2 separate regions of the Zea mays genome follow, and region 1 is linked to region 2. A link is a contact called in public Hi-C data. All regions are on one chromosome and are shown on one strand. Each heading gives the region's core, a stretch centred on a gene start, on an enhancer-like site or on the middle of the called end of the contact. The rest is flanking DNA. Distances are from core to core; before and after follow the strand shown.

Region 1 (3,295 bases), core at 741-3,240, 130 kb before region 2:
CCCTTGACAATGACACAACACACCATCGCCGACACGACTGCATCCTCTACGCAAATCCGAGTGCCCTTCCACTTGGTTGTCGTCACACTAGATCATTGTCCAGGGTCACTAGATCATTGTCCAGGGCTGATTTACCTCTCCAGAGTTCCAGCATTCTGAAATCTATCCTCTCTACAGCTTTGATTACAGAAATTGGTGATGGTCGTAACACCTTATTTTGGAGGGACAGATGGTTGATGGGGTTGAGGATTGAGGATCTAACTCCTCATATTTTTGCCATCGTCCCGACCAGGATTACCAATAGGAGAACGGTGGCTGAGGGTATCGTGGAGATGGCTTGGATTCGGGATCTGAGAGGCACCATCACTTGGGATGTCCTCTCTGATTTTTTAACTCTTAGTGAAGTCATTGCAGATTACTCCATTAATGTTGGAGTGCCAGACAAGCATATCTGGAAATTCTCCCCGACAGGCCAATACTCTTCAAAGTCGGCTTATGATATGTTATTTCTTGGTTCCACTTCTTTGGGAGCATATGAGCGCATTTGGGAATCTTGGGCACCTTCAAAGTGCAGTTTCTTCCTTTGGCTTGTCATGCACAACAGATGCTGGACCGCAGACCGTCTTGCTAGAAGGGGGCTACCCCACCCCAGTGTGTGCCCCCTTTGCGACCAAGAAGAGGAAACAATACAACATCTTCTCATCTCTTGCGTCTTTGCACGACAGTTCTGGTATTCCTTGTTAAGCAGGTCTGGGTTGCCTAACCTTTCACCAGATAATGCTAGTTGCAGCCTTGATGACTGGTGGAGCAGAGCTGTGGAGAAGATTCCCCGTGATCTCCAATCCGGCTTCAATTCTCTAGTTATTCTTGGCGCTTGGAGCCTTTGGCGTCATCGCAACGACTGCGTGTTTAATGGGAGATCGCCAAGTCTGGCGAGTGCTCTCACCCTCGCTGGCGATGAGCTCAGGATGTGGTGTAGTGCCGGGGCAAAAGGGCTGAACCTGCTTTTAACTCTTATGTTTATGCTTGACCCAGGGGGATAGTCTAGTGGCTTGTTCAGAGTGGTTGTGTGTGGTTGCTGTGTTGTGTCTTGTGTCTTGTTGTGTCATGTGTGTGTGTGTCGTGTCAGGTGTGTGTCGGGTGTGGTGTGTTGTACCTTCTTCTATCTATTAATGGAATGATACGCAGATCTCCTGCGTGTTCGAGAAAAATAGGGCCTTAGCCTAAATAACTCAGTCTTACAGTCTTGTTAGTAATAAGATGAGATAGTACTCAGAGTTAACCATCTCATTTTCCCTTATTTTTTGGTGTGTTCGAAAGTCAGTGAATTTCGAATTTCTGGACCAATTTGAGTTTTCGAGAACAAATTAAAAAACGAGATTCGGATTTGTCAGCGGAGATTCGGTACATATATTTTTGTTTTTTTAATGAATTTTGAATTTTCGGTCGAAATCCGTGTTTCCTCAGCGAAATTCGTTTTTTTTACCGAAAAATGATGATTAATTTAAAAAAAATAAAAGTAAATATGGGAACTTTGTTTTCTCAGCTAAATTCGTTGTTTTTACTCATAAATATCTATTTTTATTATACTTTTCTGATTTTTTATATCAGTTTTAAAAATTTTGAATGAAATTTGCCGAAATCAGTTCGGAACCGTTTCCCCCAGACCACCGGGAACGGAAAATTTTCGGGAAACCCTGCAAAATAGTACAACTCCAACGAATCGATGAACTAAAATTACGGGTGGAGCGAAAGAACCATAAGAACCGGCAAGAAGTGCGTACTGACCAGAGCAAGAGAACGAGGAAGTGGAGGGCGCGGCAGAGGCAGTGACGCCTCCATGGCGGAGGGGAGGTAGCCCTAGCCCCCATGGCCTTCCAGCCGGACACCGAACAGGACTCGCTGCCTCTGGGGTGTTCTGTACTGGTGCTGCGGGAGCAGAACAGAGCTGAGCTGAAATTGGTAGGAGAGGTAGAGAGCGGGAGGCAAGCACTTCCTTGGAGTGGAGTGGCACTGTGTTGCTGGGGAGTGTGACTCTAGGTAGTGCGCCTGCTGTGCTTCCGGCTGCGTGTCGACTCCCGATGAGGTCATGGCGTCATCTGTTTGGCCTTTGGCGCCGGCACGCCGGTTCTACGTGTAGGCAGGCCGTCGTGGCCTGATTTAATGATGATGATGAGACGCTGAAACCGGTTTCTTGTTGGATTTACGATTGCACGGACATGATTATGGATAAAATTTTTATTGTTATTCATTAAGTAATTTATAGTGGATGGAATTTTACTTTGTACGTGTTTTGGGCGATCTGGTATGAATTATAAATGGTACGAGTTAGAATTATACACGAAAAGCATATAAGAATAAATAAAATTTGCGTGGAATTCACTGTGAAAAAATCGCAAATTAAGAAAAGGTAGAGTATTTACGTGTTTGGCAAAGCGGCAAGTATAGAAGTTACCCCCAAATGCAATTGCAGCGCAAATCGTGTGAAGATAAAGAAGGTACGTACTAGACAAGCCACTAGTAAGCAAGTCTGTCACGCAAGTACTGAAGTGTATACGGTGTTATCGTGATGCAAATACGAGGAGAGTCCTGCTTGCAAATACTACACGTCAAAATGCAACGATGCATGCACATACGACCCTACCCCAAACCTATAGAGGACACATAGATAGGATAGGAAAGGTGAGTGTTGACAGCAAGGGTCACCAAATCGGTCAATAAATCAGGCTAACCGGCTGATTAATCGGTATTTGGGTCGGTTTGACCGTAAATTTGGAATATTTTATAAATTTTGAACAAATTTGATGCTATTTTTCTATAAACACTATAAATTATTGTAAGACTTTCTATTGAAATCAAATTTGAAAACACGCTACCGATTCTAAACTAAAAATCAAACAAGTTTCAAAAAAAATAGTCAATTTTATCGATTAGCCGGACCTGCTGTAACCGATTAATCGGCATCAGGTAGAGATAAACGGGTGGCCTCTAGTAGCTAGGTTTTGATGATTTTCTTCCTTTGAACTTGAAATATTTTAACTTGTGATAATATTTAGGCCATCTTTTGTTTAAACTTTGTGACCTTAATATACTTTATTTGCCAGACGACAAGTGATTTGATTTCTTCACACCAGCTACTGATTTATCAATTCAAGGCCGATTTATTGGTCTTATCGACCGATTAATCAGTTTTGTAATGTTTCGGTTCAAAAGTTGGTTTAGACGTGAATTTAGCCGGTTTTCTACCGATCTATTCTGATTTATCAATTCAATGACCGATTTATCGGTCTTATCA
Region 2 (3,210 bases), core at 419-2,918:
CATCAAGGCCAGGAACATATAGTAGGACAACTTTGGGTATAAGAGGTTTGTTCTGAAACACAACAACATAAAGATAGTAAATATTTATGAAAGGTGACAAATAACCTACAACTAATAGAATAAGAAATCAAATGCCAAGAGTGGGTTGATCACTGAAATGCGTTGAAAGAAAGAAGTCAGTTAAGACTAATTAAGTGTGATGAGGATAACAGCAAGAAGAGACCAAGCTCTACAAAATGAAACTAAGATAACTTGTCAATACCTCAAAAAAGCAACACATGTTTGAAAGACCACAATGAGAAGGACAAGTACCTTAACAAACACCCAAGAAGGCAGCATGCCATCACCAATAACCCAAGTAACTAGACCCTGAACATCCTGCATTCGAACAAAAAAATGGTTCTTAACTAAACTACAAGAACAAAAACAGTTTTCACAAGTCAAATTTCATTGAGCTTTTGTTATGAGCTAACCTGCAGATTTAACGTAGAGTTTAAAGCAGCCTCCTTAAAAACCACATCAGGCTTTGCCTAGACAGGATAAACAAGAAGACACAATATGAGTTGGAAGCACAGAAAATACAAAAAAAGGCAGCTATAATGTCTATTAGCAAAGCAAGCAGGAAGGACCACAAGAATGATTCGCCAACAAGAAGACAACTAAATGAATGTTTAAGAGTACACTATTAAATCAACAAATCGGCAGCATGGCATCACCAAATAGTCAATTATTATGCCATGTCCATAGCTCTAGTACAAGTGATTTTGGATTGAACTTCGAGTGTCCCTAATTTGATGAGTGATCCCTAAGTTGATGAGCAGGCTCTGATGTCTGAACACAATATGGATAGCATTACTGTATCACTTTACAATTCGAACAAGAGGAGTCCCACTTTGCTACCTATCAAGGAATCAGTCAGGGTTCACACCTTCAAAATTCAAAATATAGAACTCCTAAGCAAACAAGCTACAGGAGTGTTCAAGCTGTGTACTTGAAAAATGTCGGGTCAGCTCAAGGCGCATCAATGGATCAATCAAGTAAGCCCTCATAGTTTCACAACCTATCAGCATTGCTTCACATCCATACATTCGTTTGCACAAATTTGCTCTGAAACAACAGTGCAAACTTCATAGGTACAGTTCAAGCCCACCAACAGTAGCAGCATTAACACAAAAATCCACCATCACTACAAATCTCATGGTAATCAACGAACATTGGTGTAAATCACAGTCCAAACAGTCATGATGCAATGCAACATCCCCTCTTTCAATCTCAGCGGAACTCCTACTCCAAGAATACCAAGCAATCAAATTAACATAGTCGTACCTAACACCCCCCCCCCCCTGCAGGCTGCAGCACCCAATTTTGCCATACAACGGGGATTAATAAATCCATTAAAAGAACAACAGTGAACGAAGAACTGCGAGTTTTTTTAAAAAAAATGAACCAACTCAGCTCTAACTGATGACAAGTTCCCCTTTATGTCACACCAAAGCCATAATATTCCGAGAGGGGGGAAGCGAGAGGCGAAGAAGCAAGAGAACACGTACATTAGGGCCGTACAAGTCGTATAACATGGAAGAGGAGGAGCCGCCGTTGCCGTTGCCGGATGCGGTCGACATGGAGACCGCCGCCTACGACGAGGTGGATGCCCTAACGCCTAACGCTTTGCCGCTCTCAAAACTTGCAAAAAGAAAAACCCGCCGAGACCCTTTTCTTCGGCTGTCGAACTTGAACTGGGGCTTTTCTGCAAATATATCTTTCATTTCCTTTCCGCTCAAACATTTCCTATATATGAAATTTCCTATATATGAAGGCTGGTACAAAACGGACTCTCTCGCAGTGTCCACGTCACCTAAAATGTTTTCACGCGTGGGATTTCTGATCAACGGGTCGTCTTCCAATGACCGTAAGCCCTCACTACCTTCTCTTGCCGCAGCTGTCGCGACAAGTCAAGATGGTTCCAGAGCCAAGATGAGTTGATGACGGTAAAAAAAACCTACTCCTATGCATATTCCTCTCCGCGACGACCCCTATCGTCGCCACTGCCTGTTCGGGACGCTGCCAGGGACTCGATTGGAGTCAACGCCACCTCCTCCCCCGCCCCCAAGCGTTGTCACAGCGGCGGCTCCAGCCGCTGCCAACAGCTTCACCCCCTCCCACCCCCCCAAACGTCACTGCCATGCCGCCGTGGGCCGGAGCGGCATCCACTACCTCTTAAAAGGTCGGCGTAGTGCCAGTGTGGTCCACCACCTGGAGCCCCCTACAAAACACAGCCGTAAGTTTCGGGAACGCGAATCTGTTGCCCTCCGTCAACTCAGAAATGGCGGCGGGTCCAGGAGGTTTTCGATCTGCGACCCCCGCAGCAGGCTGCCCATCACACCGGTTCTTCCGCCGGCCATGACGCCTTCGCGCCCTCGGCCGGTGCAGCCACGGGGCCACCCTTCTCGATGTTGGCCAGGGGCGTATGCGCTGGTGTGGACGTGTGGTAAATGGTGGACAATCCAAGAGGTCCTCAGTCGGCGACCGCCATAGCAGGGCGTCCGTTTCTCCCACCGGCCATGACGCTGCATGGATAACAATGGATCCGTTGTCTAGCCATTATGCATGCAACTTACTAGTTTGCGTTGCAGACATCTGTTCCATTAGAAGTAGCTATACAAACTCATTGCTTTTACACATTTTTGCTTGTTGTTTCGATTGCAAATTAGGTTGCAAGGTGTAGAACTGGAAGAAATTCTTTGTTGTTTTTTGTGAAGATTCCTGTGGAGAAAGAGATTGATGTTGTTGTTGATTTTGTGGAACCTACAAGGCCATGTACATACATATCTTACTGGGAGTTCGCTTCGCTTTTTAGTCAAAAATTTGGTGAGCGAGTTTGGGTTCATATCCAAGTTGTTACCCCACTGCTATTCAGAAATATGTTTGTTCACTCTTTGATAATTGAAAGTCACTTAGAGGGGGTGAATAGGCGAAACCTGAAATTTATAACTTTAAACACGCACTAAGATCGGGGGTTAGGGTTAGAATTAAATTCAAGTCGGAAAGAGAGGGAAAACAAATCAACCAAGAAATAAGGCGAGTGAACACGGTGATTTGTTTTGCCGAGGTTCAGTTCCAAAGAACCTAGTCCTCGTTGAGGAGGTCACAAAGACAGGGTCTATTTCAACCATTTCTCTCACTCTCTCAAACGGTCACTTAGATCGAGTG

What was found. Hi-C and Micro-C count contacts between places; a contact is called where the count stands out from the background.
Region 1: a contact with region 2 is called in a Hi-C map of ear, with 3 times the contacts expected there. The contact joins the promoter of LOC100384721 here to the promoter of LOC100383366 in region 2. A contact is called at or near these places in 5 of 25 Hi-C or Micro-C datasets (ear, endosperm, leaf and 1 more).

What each region holds. Positions count from the first base shown.
Region 1 is chr10:16,458,128-16,461,422 of Zm-B73-REFERENCE-NAM-5.0, reverse strand. LOC100384721 reads right to left here and starts at 1,990. Exons shown (of 14, transcript NM_001366874.1): 1 at 1,789-1,990. The coding sequence starts at 1,871.
Region 2 is chr10:16,323,764-16,326,973 of Zm-B73-REFERENCE-NAM-5.0, reverse strand. LOC100383366 (Small RNA degrading nuclease 5) reads right to left here and starts at 1,668. Exons shown (of 15, transcript NM_001362072.1): 1 at 1,551-1,668; 2 at 474-530; 3 at 313-378; 4 at 1-52. The coding sequence starts at 1,622.